Regions from separate parts of the Sus scrofa genome. Here all the other regions are linked to region 1. The links are chromatin contacts, called in public HiChIP or PLAC-seq maps. All regions are on one chromosome and are shown on one strand. The core of a region is the stretch at or near the end of the contact, and the rest is flanking DNA. Distances in the headings are between cores, read along the strand shown. Region 1 overlaps CDKL3 (cyclin-dependent kinase-like 3). Region 2 overlaps JADE2 (protein Jade-2). Region 3 has its middle 29 kb from the start of SAR1B.

Region 1 (4,296 bases), core at 1,209-3,708:
GAGATTTGTAAAGCTATGCAATAAATGTGTACCTTCCATTCCTTTCATCTCCTTTGACGGTATTATGAAAGGCAATTCTGGAAAATGGAATTCTTTCCTTTCAAATCTGGAAAAATTCAGCTTCCTTTTGTTTCCATTTGCCATTTGGTCACTTGGACCTGTTCGATCATTAAATGCACTCTTCTCCATTTGGCTCTAAAAAAAAACCAAATAAACAAGAGTTAATTTGAAGAAAGATGTGTAACTACTTATTGAATGACAAGTCTAGAATTGCTAGCCATTTGGATGGTATAAAATAGGCATAAAAATGACAATCTTTGCAGGATTATTTTAATAATTAAGAAGTATAAGAGTAGAGTTCTCGTCGTGGTGCAGTGGTTAACAAATCCTACTAGGAACCATGGGGTTTCGGGTTCAATCCCTGGCCTCGCTCAGTGGGTGAAGGACCCAGCATTGCCATGAGCTGTGGTGTAGGTTGTAGATGTGGCTCGGATCCAGTGTTGCTGTGGCTCTGGCGTAGGCTGGTGGCTACAGCTCCGATTCAACCCCTAGCCTGGGAACCTCCATATGCCGCAGGAATCGGCCCTAGAAAAGGCACAAAGACAAAAAAAAAAAAATTTATAAGAGAATACCATCAAATATATAAATAGATCAAATGGCAATAAAAATTTTGTAAACTTTTTTTAGCATATTGGATATTCTGAGAAGAGTCCTTTTTTTTCTTTACTGCACCTATAGCATATGGAAGTTCCTGAGCTAGGGCTAGGGGCCAAATGAGAGCTGCAGCTGTGGCCTATGCCACAGCCACGGCAACATTGGATCCAAGCCAAATCTGCAACCTACCCCTGAGCCTGTGGCAATGCTGGATCCTTAATTCACTGAACGAGGTCAGGGATTGAAACTGCATCCTCGAAGAGACATCAGGTTCTTAACCCACTGAGCCATAACAGGAAACCACCCCTCTTCCAGAATAGTCTTGATCATGAGAACCACAATCTCAACTTTTATGTATTTATTTATTTTTCGCCATGGCATGCAGTCACTTCATGTGGGATCTCAGTTAACAGACCAGGGATTGAACCCAGGCTGCAGTGGTGAAAGTGCTAAATTCTAATCACTAAACCATCAGGGAATGCCCTTCAGCTTTTTAATTTTTGATCCTATTCATTCTGACTTTGGACAAATGGCTTCAGTTCATTTTATGAATAACTTATGTTTCTATCTACAAAATGATATGCTCTGAGGAGTTCCCAATGGGGCTCAGCAGGTTAAGAACCTGACATAGCTGACAAGAGGATGAGGGGTCGATCTCTGGCCTCACTCAGTGAGTTAAGGCATTGCCACAAGCCACAGTGTAGGTCTCAGATGTGGCTCAGATGTGGTGCTGCTGTGGCTATGGTGTAGGCCTGGAGCTGCAGCTGCCATTTGACCCCTGGCCCGGGGAATTTCCATATGCCGCAGGTGCAGTCAAAAAAAGAAAAAAACAAAAAACAAAAACGACGTGCTCTGGACACTAGGAAAACCCAAAGGGAAAAATTACTTGTGAGCCCAGCATTCTGGAAAAACTTTTGTGTTACCTGTTTTTGCTCATTTAACCAGAGGTGACAGAAACTTTCCTAGGTTAATGAACACTTTCACAACCCAATGTGTAGTACCCACTGTGTGGATATATTCTTAACGGAGATAACCCGTCACTTGCTCTTGGATGGATTTGTGTTGTTTTCAAGACTTTATTATTGCAAATAACACTTTCATTTTTTTTTTTTTTTTTCTTTTTAGGGCTGCACTAGCGGCACGTGGAGGTTCCCAGGCTAGGGAGTCTCATCAGAGCTATAGCTGCCGGCCTACGCCACAGCCACAGCCACAGCAATGCGGCATCTGAGCCGCATCTTCAACCTACACCACAGCCCATAGCAATGCTGGATCCTTAACCCACTGAGCGAGGCCAGGGATCGAACCCACAACCTCATGGTTCCTGGTTGGATTCGTTTCCGCTGTGCCACGATGGGAACTCCAACACTGTTTCGATTTTTAATTAACCTATTTTCCTATGTGAAAAAAAAGGAAATGGACTACATCGATTATTTTTTCCTTTTTTTTTTGGCCACACCTGCAGCATATGGAAGTGCCTGGGCCAGGGATCATGCTCATATCACGGCTGCAGCCCAAGCCATAGCAGTGACAATGCTGGATCCTGGCAGAGAAGTCACTACATTGATTATTTTATCTAGTGAGAAGTAAGAGGTATCTATTTGGCAACTGCTTTTTTTTTGGGGGGGGTAAGTTATTGAAAGCATAGATTCACAATGTAATAATTTCTGCTGTATAACAAAGATTCAGTGGCAATTTCTTTAATGTATAAAGATATTAAAATCATTTTTGGGAAGTAAAAAACCAGAAAGTCTTGTGACTCTTTTTTTTTTTTTTTGGCCACACCCACAGCATGTGGAAGATCCCGGAGCTGCGTCACAGCAGTGACCCAAGCTGCTGCAGTGACTATGTTGGATCCTTAACCTGCTGTACCACAAGAGAACTCCAAAAGTCCTGTGACTTTTAAAGGTAAAACCTTAACTTTTTCCCCCAAAATCACACATTAAAGATTCAAAGCAAGTTATAAGAAACTAATTAAAATTATGAAATCACTAAGGAATAGATACTTTAAAAAAATCACTAAGGAAATGCTGACGTATTTTTTTTACCTCAGAGGGAAAATAAACTAATAGCAAAATTTTTTAGGAGTTCCCGTCGTGGCGCAGTGGTTAACGAATCCGACTAGGAACCATGAGGTTGGGGCTTCGGTCCCTGCCCTTGCTTAGTGGGTTGACGATCCGGCGTTGCCGTGAGCTGTGGTGTGGGTTGCAGACGCGGCTCGGATCCTGCATTGTTGTGGCTCTGGCGTAGGCTGGCAGCTACAGTTCCGATTGGACCCCTAGCCTGGGAACCTCCATATGCCTCGAGAGCGGCCCAAGAAATGGCAAAAAGACAAAAAAAAAAAAAAAAAAAAAAAAAAAAAAAAGGAAAAAATTTTAAAATGTTAGGAAACAAAAGATTTTTAAAAAGTTAGAGCCCCATAGATAGAGAAAAGGACAAGAAGTGAGGGTGGGGTCGGGGATAATGTTGAGAGTATATTTTAATGATAAGCTTCTTGCCTTACTTGAGAGGGACCTGTATTCTCATGCTTGCTATTAGACATAACTTGTCCAACAAATTGTGAAGAAGTACGCCTCTTTTTTGCTCTTTCACTTAACCTATTATTCAAAAACAAATAAGAAGTTATTAGAACTCCCCGGAAGTGCTTCTGCTTTAGCTTCAATAATGGTAAGTTATTCCACAATAGTCTACTGTTGGAGCAATGAGCGCCGAAATGCAATGGTCAGTCTTTCAGCACTAATGGCTCTAAGTTAAAGAGGTGAAAACAGAGCAGAGCACACTCATTCATGGCTAACATCTGCGGTGACAACCATGTTGGAGGGTTACTCCAGCTGGCCTGCTTGGTCCCTTCTGTCTGTTCTGAACCTGGATTTCTTCACTACGGTTCATGAATTTCTGAGCTCTCTGACCAAGGCTAGTTTATAACTGTGGTTACTGTGATCATGGTTTGGTTCAGTCCAGAAAGACTGTCCACTTGCTGTCTATAGCCTGTTGCACCTTTGGACTGAGACAGACATGTCCCCTTGCCACCTCGAGAGACCACTAAGCTTCACAGCTTATAACCCACACCAGTCTGCTAGGACTGGCTTAGGATATCAAACCTAACCTCCTTCCCCATGGAGAGTCATAGTTTCCTTAAATTTAGAACTAACCCTGATGCCTTGCTAGACAGACCCAAGCTATCCATCACAATACCTTTGATTAATCAATCAGATAAATGGGACCAGTCACTCAATCTAAATCTAAAATTTGTCCAATATGTTTGTTTTCTTCCCAAATATTTGACCTTGAAAAGCTCTTTGACTATACAAGATTATTTTCAATTATCCTTTCTCCATTTAGGCTATTTGCTATTGATATAAAAATAAAGCTTACTTTGTTACATGATGGCACATCAGCACCAAAACTGAGGTAATATTACATTTTTCTCTTCAAATGGGAAGTGATTTTTCTGAGGGTCTTTTTTTAAATCACGTTTTTCCAAACAGCATTAGTGAAACACTAAGCACATAGCCAAACAAAGTTAATTTCTTCTATAGCATTCATAACACACACTTAGTAATGGCCCATTGTATGATTACAATTTCAGTATACCTTCAAATTCAGTTTATATACAGACACTACAAACTTGATTCTTTGAAATCC
Region 2 (4,635 bases), core at 178-2,677, 210 kb after region 1:
CTCAGGAAGCGGTTGCTAAGACCAGCCTCTGAGGAGGCCCCCTGCCAGGCTGGGTCAGGGCTGGGGCACCAGTGAGTCCTCTCCGGGCTTTGTAGCCTTCCGGTCTTGTAGGTCAGAGACACCCCTGGTGCTCCTGTCGGGAGGTGGCCTCCTGGCCACGGGCCTTGCCTCCGTTGGCAGAGCTTAGCCAAGTGCTTCTTTCCGCACCCTGGGAGATGCTCCAGGTCATGTCTCGGGACAGAGGGGCCTGCTGTCCCAGCCTCCCCTGCCCACTGGCCCGCCTGGGCCGGGCAGCTCGTGTTACTGGCAGTTTATTCCCAGCCTTGGCAGCCCCATGGCTCTCGCTTAGGCCCATTTTGACCAGGCCTTGGGCGAAGATCTCGGCCGTCACCTCCCTTGACATTGGCACTTTGCTTCCTGGCAGCCACACTGATGACTGGCTCACAGACGCCCAGTGCCTGCCTGGTGCCAGGCCTGTGCTGGGCATGGGAGTACAGAGGCGAAGCAGACGCTAAGCCCTACTCGGCGCTCGGTGAGGACTGGGTATTGGGCAGTGCTCGTCCTCCTGGTGCCTGGGGGCAGAGTGCCCACCAGCTCTTGTCTTCCACCCTTCTAGAATCAGGGAAGCACCTCCCTGGGTGAGAGTATGTGCAAGATTTGGAAGAAGAATTTATTCTCTGCCTCTCCTGCCCAGGACCAAAAAGGGGGGGGTCAGACTCTTGGCGGGTTTCTCACTCTCACCTCTGTAAACTGAGGGGCTGTTACCGGCCTCTCTGAGCCCGTTCCCTCCTCTGCAAAACGGGGCTGATAACAGTACACAGTCCAAGGCTGTGGTGCTGAGGGATAAATGAGAATTCTCATGCCCAGGGCCCAGGACAACGAGGCAGAGGGGCGGGTCACTAGCTGGGCAGAGAGACATGCGTGCGGATCAGGCCCTTCTCTCCTTGAAGGCTGGGAGATCCCAGAGACATTGGCCGGCCTGGGTGATCAACTGCAGATGCCTCAACACCAGTGGCAGCCAGTGTTGCATCTGTTCTGACAGCTCTGGCTCCAGCCATGTGCACATGGCTGCTGTAGGCTGAGAAGAGCCAGGCACTCCTGGCCTGTCCATGGTCTTTGGAGGGGATAGGCTGAGGGGGAGGGCAGGGAGGGATGCTCTGGTGGAGATCTCAGGGCCCCTTCTTCCCCTGTCTCCCTCCAGCCTGGTCCCCACATCGCCCAGGACACCTGCCACTGCACAGCCCTCATCTGGAAGCCAGCACGGCAGCCACCATGGTTAGAGCTGTTATAGGAACTCTGTTCCTGAGAACTGGCTGTGCTGAGCCTGCCAGACTCATCTTCACATTTAATTACCATATCAGGCCTCGGAAGGGCATCTTACTGTCCCCATTTAACAGATGAGGAAGTTGGGAAATTCTGGGGAATTCCCTGCATGACCGCCAGGGCCTTGTGGGCTGGGCCAGGAAGTCACAGGCCACAGGAACAGGCCCTGGGGTGCCCCTCGGTGGCCTGAAGAGAGTCTTGTGCGCTGATCACCTTGGCATGCTGACTCTGACTGCCCTCCCCCAGCTGCCCCCCCATCCCCCTCTCGTGCCCAGTGCGTCCGTCCCCCGTCCCCACCGCACCCCTGCCCCAGCCCTCGAGCAGATCTGCCCACCTCATGGTCTGAAACTTCCCTGGAGAATGATAACCTCTCACCTGCAGATCGGGAACTGAGGGGCTACCTCCAGAGCTCCCTGACTGCGGCCAGAAGACTGCCCAGGGCAAAACCGCCTGTGGCGTCTGTGTGGTTCTCTGCAGTAGCGAGCCCTCCCCTCCTCCAGAGTCCACCTCCTCCTCCAGAGCCCCTTCTTCCTCCTCCAGAGCCCCCATCCCCATTTTCCAGAGCTCCCCTCCTCCTCCTCCAGAGCACCCCCTGCTCCTCCAGAGCCCACCTGCTCCTCCAGAGTCCACCTCCTCCTCCAGAGCCCCCCTCCTCCTCTTCCAAAGCCCCCCTTCTCCTCCAGAGCCCCCCTCCCCCCAGCTGACCTCATTCCTACCAGCTGCAGCTGAGACAAGGCCTTGGCCTCCCAGGCCACCCTTGGTAGGAACGTTTCCTGCATAGTCAGAGCCAGAAGAGGCTAAACAGAGGAGGAGGAGAGCCCCAGGAAGCACAGGAAATGCCTTTTCTGTTGTGAGCCCTGTAACCCCAGCTTCCCAGAGAAAGGAATGCTCTCTTGGTCCCAAGAGGTCTGGTCAGGTGGCAGCTGACTGAGCACACAAGTGTGGTAGTTATGCCAATAAATGGTGGCCGTTCAGACAAGGTTGTCTAAAACCCCAGCTAAGCTGGGGGCACAGAAAAGCAGGGTGGTGGCAAAATTACATTTGAAAGAATGCATTCATTCAAGGAGTTCCCGTTGTGGTGCAGCGGAAATGAATCTGACTAGAATCCATGAGAACGTGGGTTTGATCCCTGGCCTCACTCACTGGGTTGGGGATCCAGCGTTGCCATGAGCTGTGGTATAGGTCACAGACGCTGTTCAGAACTGGGGTTGCTGCAGCTGTGGCGTAGGCTGGCAGCTGTAGCTCCGATTCGACCCCTCGCCTGGGAACGTCATGTTCCCCTGGTGCGGCCCTAAAAAGACAAAACAAAACAAAAAAAAATGCCTTAATTCAGATAAGAGCCTCGTGGAGTTCCCTGATGACCTAGCAGTTAAGGATCCAGCATGTCACTGCTGTGGCTCGGGTTGCTGCTGTTCTGCAAGGTTCAGTCCCTTGGGCTTGGGAACTTCTGCATGTTGCAGGTGTGGCCAAAAAAAAGAAAAACGAGACAAATACGAGCCTCATGGGAAAGGCAGAACTCAGAGTGCTGGTACTGCTTCCACCTGGAATGATGCGGGCGGGGTGGGGGCGTCACATCACTGTCAGTGTCAAGACCCCTCCATCTGGGCATCTTGTGTGGGAAAAGGTGGTGCCAAGCCCTCGCCCTTTCTCCTTGCCTCCCTCCCCCTCCTCTGGGCCTCTCTCCTGACCTGGGGGCCATTCTGCCTCCCTGTCTCCCTCATCCTTCCTGCCCCCCTCGGTGACACCCGGGGCACTTCCGGGAGCCCAGGAGCCTTCCCCACAGCTGTACCGTTTCTGCATCCAGAGCCCTGCCCTCCCCTGCCCATCTGCGCTGAGTCACAGCCCCTGGCAGCGCTGCCTCCGACCCCAGGAGGCCTCTCGGGCAAGTGAGGGGCCTCCCAGCCCTGGCAGGGCTGGCCAGACGGAGGCCCGGCGCCACAGCAATAACCATGGCAACTGGTAGGGGGTGGGAAGAGCTAGCATTCTGAACTGGCATGGGGAGCTGAGGGGCAGCACGCAGCTGAGCCAGGAGAGGACGCTGTCCCTCCCACGGCGAGAAGCCCTCACGTTCCATCTCAGAAGGAGCAGAGCCATATCCAGAGGTTTTAAAGTACACCCTCACATGTAGAGAGAGCTTACTACCGGCCAGGCATGGCCTTGGGAGTTCCGCGTTACCCCTCCTCTGAGTCCTCGTGACCCCATACAAGGTAGGTGCTGTTGCCACTAGCTCATTTTTTTGGATGCGCTCACGGGGTCAGAGGACATTTCAGTGGCTTACCTAGAGTCGCACATTAAGTAGTGGAGCTGGCCTCAGACCTTACCCTGAAGCTAGAGCCTCGGTTCTCCTGAGGCTGTTGGTGGGGCCAGGTCTTTGAGGGCCGGCCTGGGGTCAATGCCCGGTCTCTCTCCAGCTTGAAGGGTATGCAAAAGGACCTATCCCCCACTTGTCCCCAAGAGGCTGGCAGCAGGCATTGCCCAGGACAGCCCTCGGATGCCTCCTGTAGCCTCTACAGGGTGGACAGGTGGAAGGGACGAGTCTGCTTGGCATCAAAGCCTCACACCGCAGGAGCGCTCTAGCTCCTCATCCGGGCTGGTCCGCTCCCTGGAGGCCGCAGATCCTGCGGAAAGCAGGCCCAGGGCACCCTCCCCGCATGACATCCTCTCTCGATTTCTCAGGATTCTGCCACCCTTGGAAGGCCCCCCTTCCCAGGTGTCCCCTAGCAGCTCTGAACTTGGTGAGGGCTCGCAGCCTGACTGGCCAGGGGGCAGCCGCTATGACCTGGACGAGATCGACGCCTACTGGCTGGAACTCATCAACTCGGAGCTCAAGGAGATGGGTAGGTGACCTGCCCGCTGAGAAGGGGATGGGGCCGCCAGGGAGGGTTTTCTTCTGAACCCCAGCATCCTCACCCTCAGGAGGGCAGTGGCCACCACTGGGCTTTGGCACTGCCCGGAGCTGGGGGGGCCATCCCTGCTGCATTACTGCTTACTGTGCTTCAGTTTTCGGAGCTGTCAGGTGAAGGCAATAATACTGTCATTTAGACGGTTCTCGGGACTCTCGTGGTGAGCCTGTTACAGTGAGAGGGCCCTAGGAGTCTGGGATGACAGGTGGGCCGGGCTCAGTTAGTATACGGGCCTCCGGGAAGGACCAGCTCTGCCCTGTTGCGCCACCTTCCGAGGTTCCCCACATACGCGCAGCTCAAGCACTGGGTTCCCTAGAGACACGGGCCTAGTATCTGTGTGTGCATAAGTGTGCGTGGTCCCCAGCAGGGTCTAAAGTCCGAACGCCAGGCCCCCCAGGGGCCTTCGAGG
Region 3 (4,542 bases), core at 1,356-3,855, 250 kb after region 1:
CGTCATGGCTCAGTGGTTAACGAACCCGACTAGGAGCCATGAAGTTTCAGGTTTGATCCCTGGCCTCGCTCAGTGGGTTAAGGATCCAGCATTGCTGTGAGCTGTGGTGTAGGTTGCAGATGCAGCTCAGATCTGGCGTGGCTTCAGCTGTGGTGTAGGCTGGCAACTGTAGCTTTGATTCGACCCCTAGCCTGGGAACCTCCATATGCCGCAGGTGCAGCCCTAGTAAGACAAAAAAAAAAAAAAAAAAGAAAAGCCACACACTCTTGTTTCAGAAAAACCTGAGCAGACTGAGGAAGATTCAGATTCCTCTCCTCTACCCCAACCCCAGATTTACTGAATCACAGTCTTTGGTGGGATTTTTTTTCTTTTTCTTTTGTGTTTTTTTGGTAAGTGCCCCACCCCAAATCCTGGAGACTCTGATGCATACTAAAGCTGGAGAAACTTGACGTGGATAAAACCGACCAGCTGCCTTATTTTTCCCATTTCAACTGAGTCAGTGTTATGTAAGTCCTGCTGCCCTTTGCCCGTAAGTTGTTTTCAGTCTTACAAGGCAAATTAGGCCTGCATAGTTCAGCAGAGTTTCCTCGGAATCCTTGCACAAAGGGCAAGCTCGATCATCTTAGTAATTTCAAAGTCCAAGAAATCTCTCATAAGCGCAATGAACATTACAATGGGATGATAAAAAAGGAACCTGACATCAGAGTGTTTTAAAGACCAGATAAGCTTTTTATTTTTCTATTCCAGACACTCAAATTCATAGGCGGTGAAAAGATAATAGAACAGAAAGTAACATACAGACACAATTCAAGAACATTTAACCATCTATTATAGCTGTTCTTTGTATAATACAGAGAGGTAAACAGAAACATCTTCATATAAATTAACGCAGAACAATCTGTATACGCCGTAAAACAATTGTTACAAGTCACACGAAGGTGCTAGTGCAAGCAGTGGTGTACAAAAGTGCAAACAAGGTTAGTGATGAAGAACTTGTCACCAACTTACCGCTTGAATATACTCTGCATTCAGCCCAATACTGAAGGCCTCACCCTGGACACACTGGGTCACCGTGAAAGCAGCCTGACCACACTCATCCCCCCGGAGCGCTCTTGCCTCGGCAGGGCAGCCGGTCAGGAGGCGGGTGAGGAAGAGCATCAGGGCGTCCGGAGCCCACAGGAAGCTGGACGTTCTGAGGTCAGTCTTTATCCTGGACCACGAAAACAGTTTCAAGGACAACCTGTACGTCAGAAGGTGTAGACCTGCCGCATCCCTTTACCCCCGACTACTTAAAATTGAAATGAAACCTAATCCCCCCCTTCCTTCAAAGAAGAAGTCGTCCAGGGCAGTGCAGCCCTTCCAAGGACAGTAAGCCTGCGGTGAAATCACTCAGATGCCTTCCTCATTTCTGCCCTAAAAACTCTTTGGGGTGGTGACACTCCTGAAACAAAGGTGGCTTTGGATGAACTCACTTGTTTTACTGTGATTACTTTGGCTTCTCTTTCAAAGTGTGGTCCAAGCCCAGAACAAGCCATCAGTGGTATTAAATATATTAGTTACTTAATAGTCTAAATGATGAGGGCAGAAATTAGTTGATGCAGAACTGCATCCTCAGTAGACTGTGGATTCCCTTTATACTCAGGGCTCTTTTTATCCCGGTGTGGCCCAGGGTGAGTGGGGGGGATGGTGGGAGGGTCAGGAGTTAGAAACAGGGTTTTAGCAAAATCCCACTCACTAAGGTCCCAGAGCTCCGTCCTTTCTTTCCCTCTTGGTTCTTTTGGTTAAAAAGCACTAATTAACATTTCAAAAGGACAGAGATGGAAATGACCGGAAACATCAATATGTAGCTTGGAGCATTTAGTCCTTAATTGAAGGTGTGCTGTTTTCCCAACTCTTAGATAGTTAGAGCCAAAACATACATAAATAAATAAAATAATGGTTTACAGAAAACCTTTAATTCCCTACTAATTTTGCATCAAGAAATTTATATTTGCCAAAAAGGTAGAGTTAATTCTATATTTTAAAAAATATCCAATTCTATTTTGTTTGAAACCTTTATACCCATTTGGATTTTCCTTATGTTTTTCTTCTCAAAAAAAAAAAAAAAAGAAATTTATATTTGCTAATTTCTAGTTTTTCATGCTTTCTTGGAGATTTTTTTGAAGTGTCACCAACTTTTATATATGTTGAAAATGATCCAAACAATATACTCTAAATAAAATCAGCAACCTAAGATGTTTTGAGAGACTTCCATGTACTCTGGTCAAAATTTACTTGGCACTAGAGGCCTTACAGACTTCAGTCATGTGAGTGACTAAGACTGAAATGCCACATTGAGTCGCAGGCCAAATACAGTTTCAAGAAATGTACAACCTGTCTCCTGAAACCCTTACATCGTGTCAGCTAGACGTGTGCTGGTCCTAACGACAGAACTTGCGAAAACTCTGGGTTTTGAATGTGGTTAATCAAGTCATTGCGCGGAAGGCAAGAAGCACTATTATTACAGCTGTTACCTTATTTTAAGGATTTACAAGTAGTGTCTGTGCCGAAAAGCACGGTATGAGCCAGTTGAAAACAAAGGGGAAGAACAGCGAGCTGCAGATAGGCTGGAAAAAGGGGAAGAACAGCGAGCTGCAGATAGGCTGGAAACCCCTGTAAGCTGTGGATGTACAAAGGCCCGTGAGACGGACGTTTAGGTCTCTGTGGCAGTAGCTGAATCCATCCTGCTTTGGCACTCAGAGATCCTGGGTCAAGTAAGCCAGTGGTGAAAACTATTTTTTTCATGTTTTGGGAAATATCTGTGCCCCAATTTTTAAACATTCTAAAAACTCACCACGATAAACTGGCATCCATCCGTTTAACCAGTTACTCAAAAGTATATCCTCAGCAGCAGTCCTTGAAACAGGTGTGGGGTTAAGAATCACTTTAATACTAGAAAAGCCAGCTGAGGCCTTCTGTTTTTAGAGTGTTGGATTTAAGAGTTTCAAATGTATCTCGAACATTTCCTGATTTACATGGAATTCAGTCTTTTTTCTTCCTCTCTCTCCTTTTTGGTCTGCACCTGTGGCATATGGAAGTTCCCAGGCCAGGGAGCCAACCTGAGCCACAGCTGTGACCTACAACACAACTGCGTCAACACCGGACCCTGAACCCACTGCACCACAGCGGGAACTCCAGCATGGAATCCGGTCTTGTACACAACCGTGTGAATTACATTTTCACACCTGACTGTGGGAGGCACAAAACTAACCTCTGTCCCCAACACTTCCCCTTGTCCCCCAAATACTCCACAAATGCACCCCCTTGCACAGGCACCCGAGGAAGGATCTGTTTTCCCGGTGTGCTTTTACTGCTTCTTAGTGTTCTCGTCACTCGCTCCTCCCGCAGGAAGCAGTGGCTCCGCGGAGGTGCCCTGAGCAGCTCTCAGAGCTGGAGGGTGAGCCCCATGGCGCCGTTCCTCTCAGGCCCAGCTCCCCAAACTGGCAGGAAAGTGCAGCTTCGTTTCCAGAAGTTCAAGCCCTAAGACTCTTCCATCTTGCGGGAAATCTCCACAGCTCAGCCGTGGTCCACAAAGGGACTTTGTTCCTTTGATCCCAGTGACAGACCCGGCTCGAGTGCTCTGGAGCAGGCTAGTTTGTACCAGAAAGCAGAGCCCCTCTAGCGAAACCAGTAAGCTTTTCCCTTTACACCAGTTTATGAAACACATAATTAACTTCCCAAGTATCATCATAGATAGGGGACTACTTGAAGAAAGGCATGTCCTTATAAACACTGAAAAAAGATCCCCTCAACAAGAGGCAGTTACTTTTCATAAGGCTAAATTCTGTTTAGTCGGGACACTAGATATGAGTACTTGGAGTTGATGTGGCAGAAGAGAACAAGAGGCTGAGCTGTCACTTCCTCCTTTTCCCACGGTGCTGCTGATGTTTCTAGGTGGGGTGGGAGATTTGTATTATCACTTAGAAGGAAGCGGAAATGAAACAGAATAGCAAATTCCTGAAACCAGATGTCATGGTGACATGATCGAGCTACCTGGTCATTCCTTGCAGGCATATCTTTCAATCCTTATTTGATGATGACAGAAAGGACTACAGTAACTCTGATTTGGACAAAAGCTAGAGAAATCACTAATTTTGATATTAAAATTATTCTTGATGGAATTGGAGCAATCTGTTCTCAGTGGAATTGGTTAAATATACTGTAAAGTCTTGGTTTATAACCAAGAGAGGAATTAAACTTGAGAGTCTTTAAATATTTGGCACTTGTCTGTCAGCTAATTGTGGGAATCTCAGGCATATGGAAAAAAGAACTCAATTTCTTAGGAAGTTAAAATGCTTTAAAAAGCGAACTAAAAGAGGAGTTCCCATCGTGGCACAGTGGAAACCAATCTGACCAGGAACCATGAGGTTGCAGGTTCGATCCCTGCCCTCGCTCAGTGGGTTAAGGATCCAGCATTGCTGTGAGCTATGCTATAAGTCGCAGATGCAGCTCAGATCCTGTGTGGCTATGGTGTAGGCCGGCAGCTGTAGCTCTGATCGGACC

The links. HiChIP or PLAC-seq counts read pairs in DNA pulled down with a chosen protein or histone mark.
Region 2: an H3K27ac HiChIP or PLAC-seq map of alveolar macrophages shows a contact between it and region 1. The contact joins two enhancer-like sites. A contact is called at or near these places in 4 of 47 Hi-C or Micro-C datasets (liver, omental adipose tissue, retroperitoneal adipose tissue and 1 more) and 2 of 2 datasets of contacts at active chromatin or transcription factors (alveolar macrophages and skeletal muscle).
Region 3: a contact with region 1 is called in an H3K27ac HiChIP or PLAC-seq map of alveolar macrophages. The contact joins two enhancer-like sites. A contact is called at or near these places in 2 of 5 promoter capture datasets (fetal skeletal muscle and liver), 12 of 47 Hi-C or Micro-C datasets (alveolar macrophages, embryonic fibroblasts, fetal skeletal muscle and 8 more) and 2 of 2 datasets of contacts at active chromatin or transcription factors (alveolar macrophages and skeletal muscle).

Annotation. Positions count from the first base shown.
Region 1 is chr2:136,591,918-136,596,213 of Sscrofa11.1, forward strand. CDKL3 (cyclin-dependent kinase-like 3) reads right to left here. Exons shown (of 13, transcript XM_021084762.1): 10 at 3,155-3,248; 11 at 33-195. Among named protein-coding and RNA genes, the nearest start is that of CDKL3, 54 kb to the right of the region's middle. Within about 2 kb of position 2,459, at least 3 of the 83 cell types and tissues checked have an H3K27ac peak or open chromatin away from gene starts, as enhancers often do. A contact at or near this core is called in alveolar macrophages, where this site is marked.
Region 2 is chr2:136,804,609-136,809,243 of Sscrofa11.1, forward strand. It overlaps JADE2 (protein Jade-2), which reads left to right. Exons shown (of 19, transcript XM_021084773.1): 12 at 4,000-4,160. Among named protein-coding and RNA genes, the nearest start is that of SAR1B, 67 kb to the right of the region's middle. Within about 2 kb of position 1,428, at least 16 of the 83 cell types and tissues checked have an H3K27ac peak or open chromatin away from gene starts, as enhancers often do. A contact at or near this core is called in alveolar macrophages, where this site is marked.
Region 3 is chr2:136,843,241-136,847,782 of Sscrofa11.1, forward strand. It overlaps a transcript of SEC24A not described here. Among named protein-coding and RNA genes, the nearest start is that of SAR1B, 29 kb to the right of the region's middle. Within about 2 kb of position 2,606, at least 10 of the 83 cell types and tissues checked have an H3K27ac peak or open chromatin away from gene starts, as enhancers often do. A contact at or near this core is called in alveolar macrophages, where this site is marked.